Linked DNA regions of Capra hircus: region 1 is linked to region 2. The links are chromatin contacts, called in public Hi-C maps. All regions are on one chromosome and are shown on one strand. Each heading gives the region's core, a stretch centred on a gene start, on an enhancer-like site or on the middle of the called end of the contact. The rest is flanking DNA. Distances are from core to core; before and after follow the strand shown. Region 1 has its middle 8.5 kb from the start of AEN. Region 2 overlaps MRPS11 (28S ribosomal protein S11, mitochondrial).

Region 1 (4,428 bases), core at 1,396-3,895, 90 kb before region 2:
ATTATTCCTCAGCTTTGGCTGAACATTGGAATTGTCTGCGGAGTTTTAAAAAATGTTGACACTTGGGTGACACCCCCAAGATTCCGATGTGACTAGCCTGCAATGTGAACTGAATTTTGGAGGTTTTTTGAAGCTCACCAAGTGGTTCTAGTTTGCAGCCAAGACTGAGAACGGGCGCTAAAGCGCAGATACCTGAAGGACCCAGCAGAGGGCGCTGCCTCCCTGCTCATCCTTGGAAACGCGCGTGTTCATCGGGCTGCTAGCTACAAAAAAAACCCCGGCGATGCGGTTTAGGTAAGGGACCCCAGATACCTGATCCTTGGATCAAGAACCATTTTTTGTTCTGAGACCCCGAGAAAGTTACCTTAAGAAGTAATAAGCTGTCTGCTTTTCTGAGTAACCTAGAGGTAAGTCAAACAACCCAAGTCTTGGTTTCTGCATTTTTAAAATGGGAAATTGTGGGAAGGGGAAAGGGAGGTGGGAGACTAGTCTATAGTCGTTCTTTAGATATATATTGAGCCTCCTGAAGTGGGCAAAATACTCACCTGGGGGGAAGGATAAACATTTAAATGGGATCCCTGGGTTGGGAAGATCCCCTGGAGAAGGAAATGGCAACCCACTCCAGTATTCTTGCCTGGGAAATCCCATGGACAGAAGAGCCTGGTGGCTTACAGCCCATGGGGTCACAAAGAGTCAGATGTGACTTACACTTTCAACACATGGTGGATCTCATTTGTTCCTAGTTCAAGGACGGGGACCTGTGGGTACCCTCAGATGCCAGAAGAGAAAAACTGTGAAAGAAGAGGCAAAGAGACTACTGTTGAGCACTTACATGTGCCCTTATATATTATCACACCTCTCTCGATTAATTATCATAACCTGGCAAGGTGGATACGATCAGTTCCCTTTTATAATTAAAGACATCTGAGGCTCAGAGATGTTAAGTCACATACCTCAAAGTCACACAGCTACTAAGTGATGCATCCAGGATTGGAACTGGGGTGTGTCTGACTTGGAAGCCAGGCATCCCTACCAACCCCTCTAGGAAGTGCCTCGCTCCCTCCGTTTTGCACCTTGCCCCGTAGCAACAGCAGCACTCTTGTCCATCTCTCAAATCAGGAAAGCACTCACGACCCACCCTGCCAGATGTTTGTTTCACAGAGGCAGGATCTCTCTCCCATCTGTCTCCATAGCAGCTCTGGATACTGAAGACCCCTGGGAGAGATTTGATCCCCCTCCTCTCCCGCTTCTCCACTTCTGCCCCCTTCTACCCAGTCCAGCCCCCTTTCCTCCAGTGAAGGACACGCACCTGCTGAGCGACAACAATTTGCAGCCTTCCCAAGTGTGAATGAGATTTCTAATAGGACCGGCTGCCCACCTGCTTCAGGCAGGATTGGAATAAAGAGAATTTAAGAGGCAGGAAATGGGCACTAGGAGAGCCAGTTCAAAGGAGCTGAGACAGTGGCCACAGCAACCTCTGGATGGATGTGAAGGACTAATTGGTTCAGAGAGGTCAAGTGCCTGGCCAAAGGTCACACAGCTGGCATGTGGCAAAGGCAAACGTGAGCTCAGCAGTGGTTGCAGTTTTAGGGTTCCCTAAAGGAGTTGAGCTCCCAAACCAATTTAAATTGGCAAGATGTGTTAGTATTCTTTAAATAAATTAAAAAAAAAATACTTTCCAAGAGTCTTTTTGCCTCCCGAGGCTGCTGACCAACACTTCCCTTTTCTGACCCAAGGATGCCAGGAATGCCTCCTCCAGGGTGGAGAGGAGGCAGGGAATATACTTTGAAAGGACTTTGTTGTATTGTTCAGTTGCTAAGTCTCGTGTCCCACTCTTTGTGACCCCATGGACTGCAGCATGCCAGGCTCCTCTGTCCTTCACTATCCCCCAGAGTTAGCTCAAATTCATGTCCACTGAGTCAGTGCTGCTATCTAACCATCTCATCCTCTGCCACCCCCTTCTCCTTTTACCTTCAATCATAGAAAGGACTGAGGAGGACATTTGAGTTTGCTGGCTGAAAAATTTGTCCTTGTGGAGAGAATCATCACTGGAACTTGGTGACCATCCCAGGGCAAGGCAACGCCTCCCCCCCCCCCGCCCCCCCAGAGACATAGACAAAGGCTGGGAAATGGTTTTGATGACCACTGCTTCTGCCATAGTGGGGGACTGCTGTCCAGGCTCAGCTGGAGTCGTGAGCGTCCTCACCTCAGTTTTCCCCTGGTGATGCGTCTGGACTCAGCAGCGCAGAGGGAGATTCCGGGGTCGGGAAGAAGGTCTGTCCACACAAGTCCACCTCTCCCCCCGGGGTAGGCAAGGCAAGGTCCAAGCGGGCCAGGGCCAGGCGTGTCCTCCAGGTGACCGCAGCACAACAGCATCGCAGGCACCAAGGTCATGAGCACGTGCCTCCTTGGGGAGGATGGAGACCCTGGCCACCCCTCGCCCCACAATCTAGTCAGTTCTTGTTTCTGGAAGAGTCTGCCTGAAGCGTGCTGCCCAGAGGGGCGCTCAGGGTAGTTTCGGAGATGCTTGCTAGGAGACAGAGAAGGCGCAGAAAGAACCTAACGGAAGGACAGCCGCAGAGGGAGTGCCCGGCCCCGGCCCCGTCCCCGCCCCGCTGCGGGGGGCCGGCACCATGCGGCAGACTGGGACTTGTTGTTGAGTGCAGGAGACAACAACAAAATCACTAGTCTTCCAGATGGGGCTGGCTGCTCCACGGCGGCAGCGTACACATGGCCCATCCTGCAAGGCATTCCTGACGCTGGACCCACCCCGCGCCAGCCAGCCTGACCCTGCAGCCGCACCGGCTTGTGTCCAAGCCCGTCCCCTCCCCCACCCCAGAATTCTCCAGAGCCTCGAATCAGTTGTGGGGAGTAGGGATTGTTTCCCTATTTTCTTTTTCATTGGAAGGTTCCATGTTCTATAATGAGAATACTTCCTTAATGATAGGGGGTTGTAATTTTTAAAGGGTTGCAGCAGGCGGCTCATCTCTCAGCCTTGCTTGGGTAATCACAAAGCTCTGTGCTATTATGGAGAAGGGAAAAACAAAGAGCTCCAGGTTATGGCGACCTGTCTCTACCAGGAACCCCCATCTCTACCCAAGTCTACAGTCAAGGCCTTGGGTGACAATCCCCTCTGTACTCACAGAGCCACAGCTCTGAATGAAGTGGGAGTAGGGGTGCTGGCCCTCACAGACTAGAAAGGGGAGGAAAAAGGGGAAGCAGTGCGGGGGACTGGGTAGAAGGGGTTCTAGTCCCACCCCCCCCCACCTCCACCCCGTCCCACCCACCCCCCAAGCTGGGCTCCGTGCTTCATTTCCCCAGGCCTGGACCCTGATGGAGGGGAGGGAAAGGGCCCCTGCCAGCCAGGCAGGCCACTAATTGTCCTGGCAGGGGATATCCGCTTCTTAATTAGCCAAAGCCACAATATCCTGGCGGCTCCAAGAGCACGGCCCTAATTGTATTTCTGCAGCAGCTGAAGGATAATTATCCTTCCCTTTCAGTGCTGCTTTTAATTCTTTCTCTTCTTAATTACAGGCTCTTCCTCTGTAGCCCAACCCTCCATCTCTGGGCTGGTTCTCTCCGCCCAGAGTGGGGAAGGGCTGGCCCAGAGCAACTGAAGAGGAGGGGATGTGGAGGAGACCAGCAGCACCCAGCTGGGAGGCCCAGCCCCTTCCAGCAGTCAGCCTGATATAAGAGAGGGGAGAGGGGTGTCCCTCCCCAGGAGGCTAAGACTGGCCCCCCTCCACTCCCTAGCAAGGTGCTAACTCTGTAGCTCTAAGGTGCAGGGCCTTGAGGGCTCCCCATCCCAGCTAAGTCATCAAGGAAGAAAGAGGGATTTATTGCCATTAACTTCTTGTAAAAGAAAATAACTGTGTGTGTGTTTTAGTCGCTCAGTCGTGTCCGACTCTTTGCAACCCCATGCACGGGTAGGCTCCCAGGCTCCTCTGTCCATGGTATTCTCCAGGCGAGAATACTGGAGTGGGTTGCCATTTCCTTCTCTAGGGGATCTTCCCAGGTCTCCTGCACTGCAGGCATATTCTTTACCTTCTGAGTCACCAGGATGGTTAAGACTCCAAGCTTTCACTGCAGAAGGTGCAGTTTCAATCCCTGGTGGAGCAACTAAGATCCTGCATGCTGAGTGCTGCAGCCAAAAAGTTTAAAAACAAAAAACCTAAGTCTCTTTGGCACTGTTGAGAGAGGACTAGTTCATCATCCTTGGTGTACAGTTTCAGAGACAAGAGCGCTAATATCAGAGGGCATGGCTAACCAAGGTGAAGGTTCACTGGAGGGGCTAGAGCCCTAGGTATTCCCGGGAAAAACTGGCCTTTCCCAGCAAGCTCTCAGGTAAACTTCAGATAGTAATAGATAAGCTAAAAGGTATTACAAAGAGAGTTTGGAAAGACTCCTGGACACTGCCATATCCTGCTA
Region 2 (3,914 bases), core at 1,094-3,593:
CTGGGCCCACGTGAAACCCGTCAGAGGTCAGCAGGCCCTTCCTGTAGACTCACCTCTGAGGGTCGTGCACCTTTCCATCTCCTGTGATGCTTTCATCCTTGGTCCTCTTTGTCCGAGGAAGAGGGAGGGGTCTCTCTGGCTGGGCCCCTGGAGCCCCCACCTGTGGCTTCTGGGTAGCATCCAGTGACCCCAGAGCCCAGGCTGAGCAGTCAGTGCTACCTGGTGGGACCGGCTGAGCTCACCTGGGTGGGGACTCCCTTTCCTGCACTTCTGTCTGGGCTCTGCGCTCGCCCATCCCACCATCCACACTAATTCCTGTTTCATACCACTCTCCCGTCCCTCCTTCAGGGCCACACAATCTTGGGTGTTCGGACTGCTGACGCCCATGGAATGCGGAAAGATGCCTTGACTGTGGGGAATCTCTGATGGTTCACGCTGGTTATCTTTTTTACATGTAACGGTTAACATCTTTATTTTTAAAATTGGTTTTGGAGTTTAGTTGCTTTATAATATTGTGTTCGTTTCTGCTGTACAGAAAAGTGAATTGGCTATATATATTCCCTCTCTTATTGGATCTCCTTCCCATTTAGGTAACCACAGACCATTTAGCAGAGCTGATGGTTCACGCTTAAGAAAACCCCATCCCAGGACAATTCTCCTGCATTGTTAGGGCTAACTTTAGACATTTCCATTAACAGTGAAACCTACTATCAGAATACTCCAGAGGTAGGGGGCAAAAACCTCTCAATTTGGGGTCAAATTACAAGTTAATAAGAAAAGTTGCTAAAGAGCTCGGGAAACCTTGGTTTAGGGGCTAAAGAGGAAATATTTGAAGCCAATGAGGAAGTTGTCTGGTGCTTAGTTGCCCATATTTACATCTTACTCCTTCCATTGAGGGTCTTAGCTCAATTCACAGTCTTGTTTTCAGGAACTGGGGGGAGGTTTAAGTCTGCGATGCTGGAAGCAAAAAAAAAAAAAAAAAAAAAAAAACCAAACCAAAAACTCACAAACTACTACAGATGGTAGAAATAATTTTATTTTTTCAGAAGAGAAGCAGCATTTACTGCTGGGAGTCTAGGTCAAGCTGCCCTTTAACTCCCCTCGTGTCCAAGAGAGGCACGGCGTCACTTCTAGCCACACCGCTCTCGTCAGAAGAACAAGCAAAGGCCGCCGAGTAAGGAGGTGAAGGTCTCCCTTACTGCCCCAGGGTCTCAACGAGCCCTGCCTGGAGAGGCTGGACAGTGCGTTTTCCACGAGGCCCAGCTGGAGGCAGGACGACATCAGGTGCAGGCTTCCTGGCCCTCACAGCCTTCGCGCCTTCCTGGGGCGGCAACCGTTGTGTGGGATGGGGGTGTTGTCTGTGATTGAGATCACTTCCAGGCCCCCCATGGTCAGGCCCTTGATGGCAGACTGGAAGGGGCAGGAGGAACAGGAGGATGGCACAGACCAGAGATGACGCCCCGGTGTCCAGACAGGGCTCAGACAGGGATGGGGATGGGAAGGCTGGCTCTGACGCCTGCCACCCAATCCCCTCCTCCCAGAGGCCTCCTCCCAACCCCTCCCCCAGGCCCTCAGCGCCGCCCACCTCCCGGTGCCACCTGCCACGCCCCACCCTGCCCTTTCCAACCCAGAGACAAACATGTCTTAAGCATTACGCTTTTGTAGTTCCCCCTGCCCGCAATGAGCCCCTCGCCCCCAAACTCATGAACACACCTGGCTAGTCCCTCGTCATTCTTGAGAAATCAGTAGAAATGTCACCTCTTTGGGGACACTTTGGTGATCCCACCCAAGGGGCTCCCAGCGCCCGGGGCACAAGCTTCACCACTGTACCCACGAGTCTGTCCAGAGGGACTCATTTGTGACAGGCCCCAGGGACCCCCTTCCTGTCCCTAGCAGGCACTCAGTAAGCATCTAAGAAACTGAAACTACATGATCAGGGCTGGCCTGGAGAGGCTCAGTGGATCAGAAGCAAGGGAGACAAACTTCAAGCCGTCAGGGAAGTCTAGTCCCTCCTCTGCCCCGACCCCTACTTTTCTCACTAACTGGAGGAGGAAGTGCAGAGGCTGGGCTGTGAAGAAGCGAGGTCACTTACCAAGCGCCCGGGCCCCAGGCCTTTGACCACAACTCGGACGTGGGTCACGCCTTTCCCTGTAGCTTTCTGCCAAGGAGCAGCAAGTGGTTAGTGCCCCTGGGAAAGAACCGCAACAGTCCCAGCCTTTGCTACCGCCCCCTGGAGTGACAGGGTTATGAGCTCCAGGGGACAGGAATCCACACAGGCAAACAGGAGAGGACCGGGAAGGAAGCAGAGGGCTGACAGCTGCAGTGCAGGACAGACGAGCGCGGTTGGGGGCCCTTTCCGCCCGGGACGGCACTGCCACCTAGTGGATACTTCAAAATATTGCTCAGATTGTTCTCTGGATAAATGCACAATTTCAGACCATAACAATCCCTGGACTCCTGGCTGAGCCTCAATACCCTCCTAAAGAGTATTCTTTAATCATTTTAAATCTTTCATTACAGTTGAAAGCTTTCTTTCTTGATTATAAAGGCGGTTTATTACAGAAAGTCTGGAAAACTCACAGAAGTCACTCAACCCAGCGTGTGGAAGCCACCTGTAACACTATTATTTTCTAAGTGTATATAACGTGTCCATCTAGTGGCCGTTGGCGGCATTGTGATGGTCACTAATGCAGTGCTGTCAGTACTTCGGGGCATGGAGCTTCGTTCGAGGGTCAGGGTCTCCTTCAGGGGACACTCTGGGTTTGGCAGTGTGAACCTTTGTGGGGCCTGTGTCCCAGCAGCCAGTGTACAGGCTCTGGGCCCAGACCTGGGCGTTCAGTTCAGGGAGGCTGACTGGCTGCACGGCTGAGCAAGTGACACACTCCGAATGCCAACTGACTCTTAAATCGTGGGTAATACTGAGGGTCTTCGAGGATTCAAGATAACAAACATACAGTATCTGGTGTGTAGTAGATCTGCTCTGCCCTGCTCAGTCGTGTCTGACTCTGCGACCCCACGGACTGCCAGGCTCCTCTGTCCATGGGATTTCCCAGGCAAGAATATTGGAGTGGGTAGCCATGCCCTTCTCCAGGGGACCTTCCCCACAGAGGGACTGAACTCGTATCTCCTGAGTCTCCTGCATTTGCAGGTGGATTCTTTACTGCTGAGCCATAAGGGAAGCTTGTATAGTAGATACTCCATAAATACACACTAACAGCGGCACACTGCCAACTTGCTTCTAGAAAGATCTGCAGCAGTTCATGCTCAGTCTAGTACTGCAGAAGCGTCCTCCCCAAACTACACCTTCTCCAGATGGACTATCACCACAACCCCACCCCACCCAGCCCTCTGGTCTTTAAATCCAGGAGGCCTTGTGAGACTTCAGCAGCTGGCCCCTGCTCCTTCTAGCTACCCTCACGTTAGGGGACCCGACACGAGTTGGCAAACTCGCGCTTCTGAAATGACAATCTTCCTCCTGGTGATCAACCATGCAGAAAGTGGAGCCCAGCACAGAGGGAGCCGGAGAGAACACACAGGCACACACACGCACGCACGCACACACACACAGACACCTACCGCCGCAGCAGCTATGCCCGCTGTCTGTGCTGCGATGCCCGTGCCCTTCTTGGCATTCCGAAACCCCTCTGTGCCACAGGAGGCACGGGCAAGGGGCTGGTGAGCGGCCGAGACCACCTGGATCTGTGTGCTGGGGAGGAAGGGGTGTACAGAATATGATGTCTGTTCAGGGGAGTGAGAGAGCACCAACCTATGCCCAGACAAGCCCCAGTGAGCAAGGAAAACACCATTTAGCTGCTTCCACCCTGAGCTTATCAGATGAGTTCTTTGAACTCTGGTAGGAGGTGTCAGGAAAGGTCAGAATCAACCCCTAAACCTCTGAAAACTGACAAGTCGCA

The links. A called contact is a pair of places that touch in the nucleus more often than the background predicts.
Region 1: a contact with region 2 is called in a Hi-C map of blood, with 6 times the contacts expected there. The contact joins two enhancer-like sites. A contact is called at or near these places in 2 of 5 Hi-C or Micro-C datasets (blood and liver).

Annotation. Positions count from the first base shown.
Region 1 is chr21:18,862,103-18,866,530 of ARS1.2, reverse strand. No RefSeq gene overlaps it. Among named protein-coding and RNA genes, the nearest start is that of AEN, 8.5 kb to the left of the region's middle. Within about 2 kb of position 2,645, at least 1 of the 5 cell types and tissues checked has an H3K27ac peak or open chromatin away from gene starts, as enhancers often do.
Region 2 is chr21:18,772,155-18,776,068 of ARS1.2, reverse strand. It overlaps MRPS11 (28S ribosomal protein S11, mitochondrial), which reads right to left. Exons shown (of 6, transcript XM_005694938.3): 4 at 3,577-3,706; 5 at 2,093-2,158; 6 at 1,019-1,410. The coding sequence ends at 1,303. Among named protein-coding and RNA genes, the nearest start is that of MRPS11, 9.9 kb to the right of the region's middle. Within about 2 kb of position 2,343, at least 2 of the 5 cell types and tissues checked have an H3K27ac peak or open chromatin away from gene starts, as enhancers often do.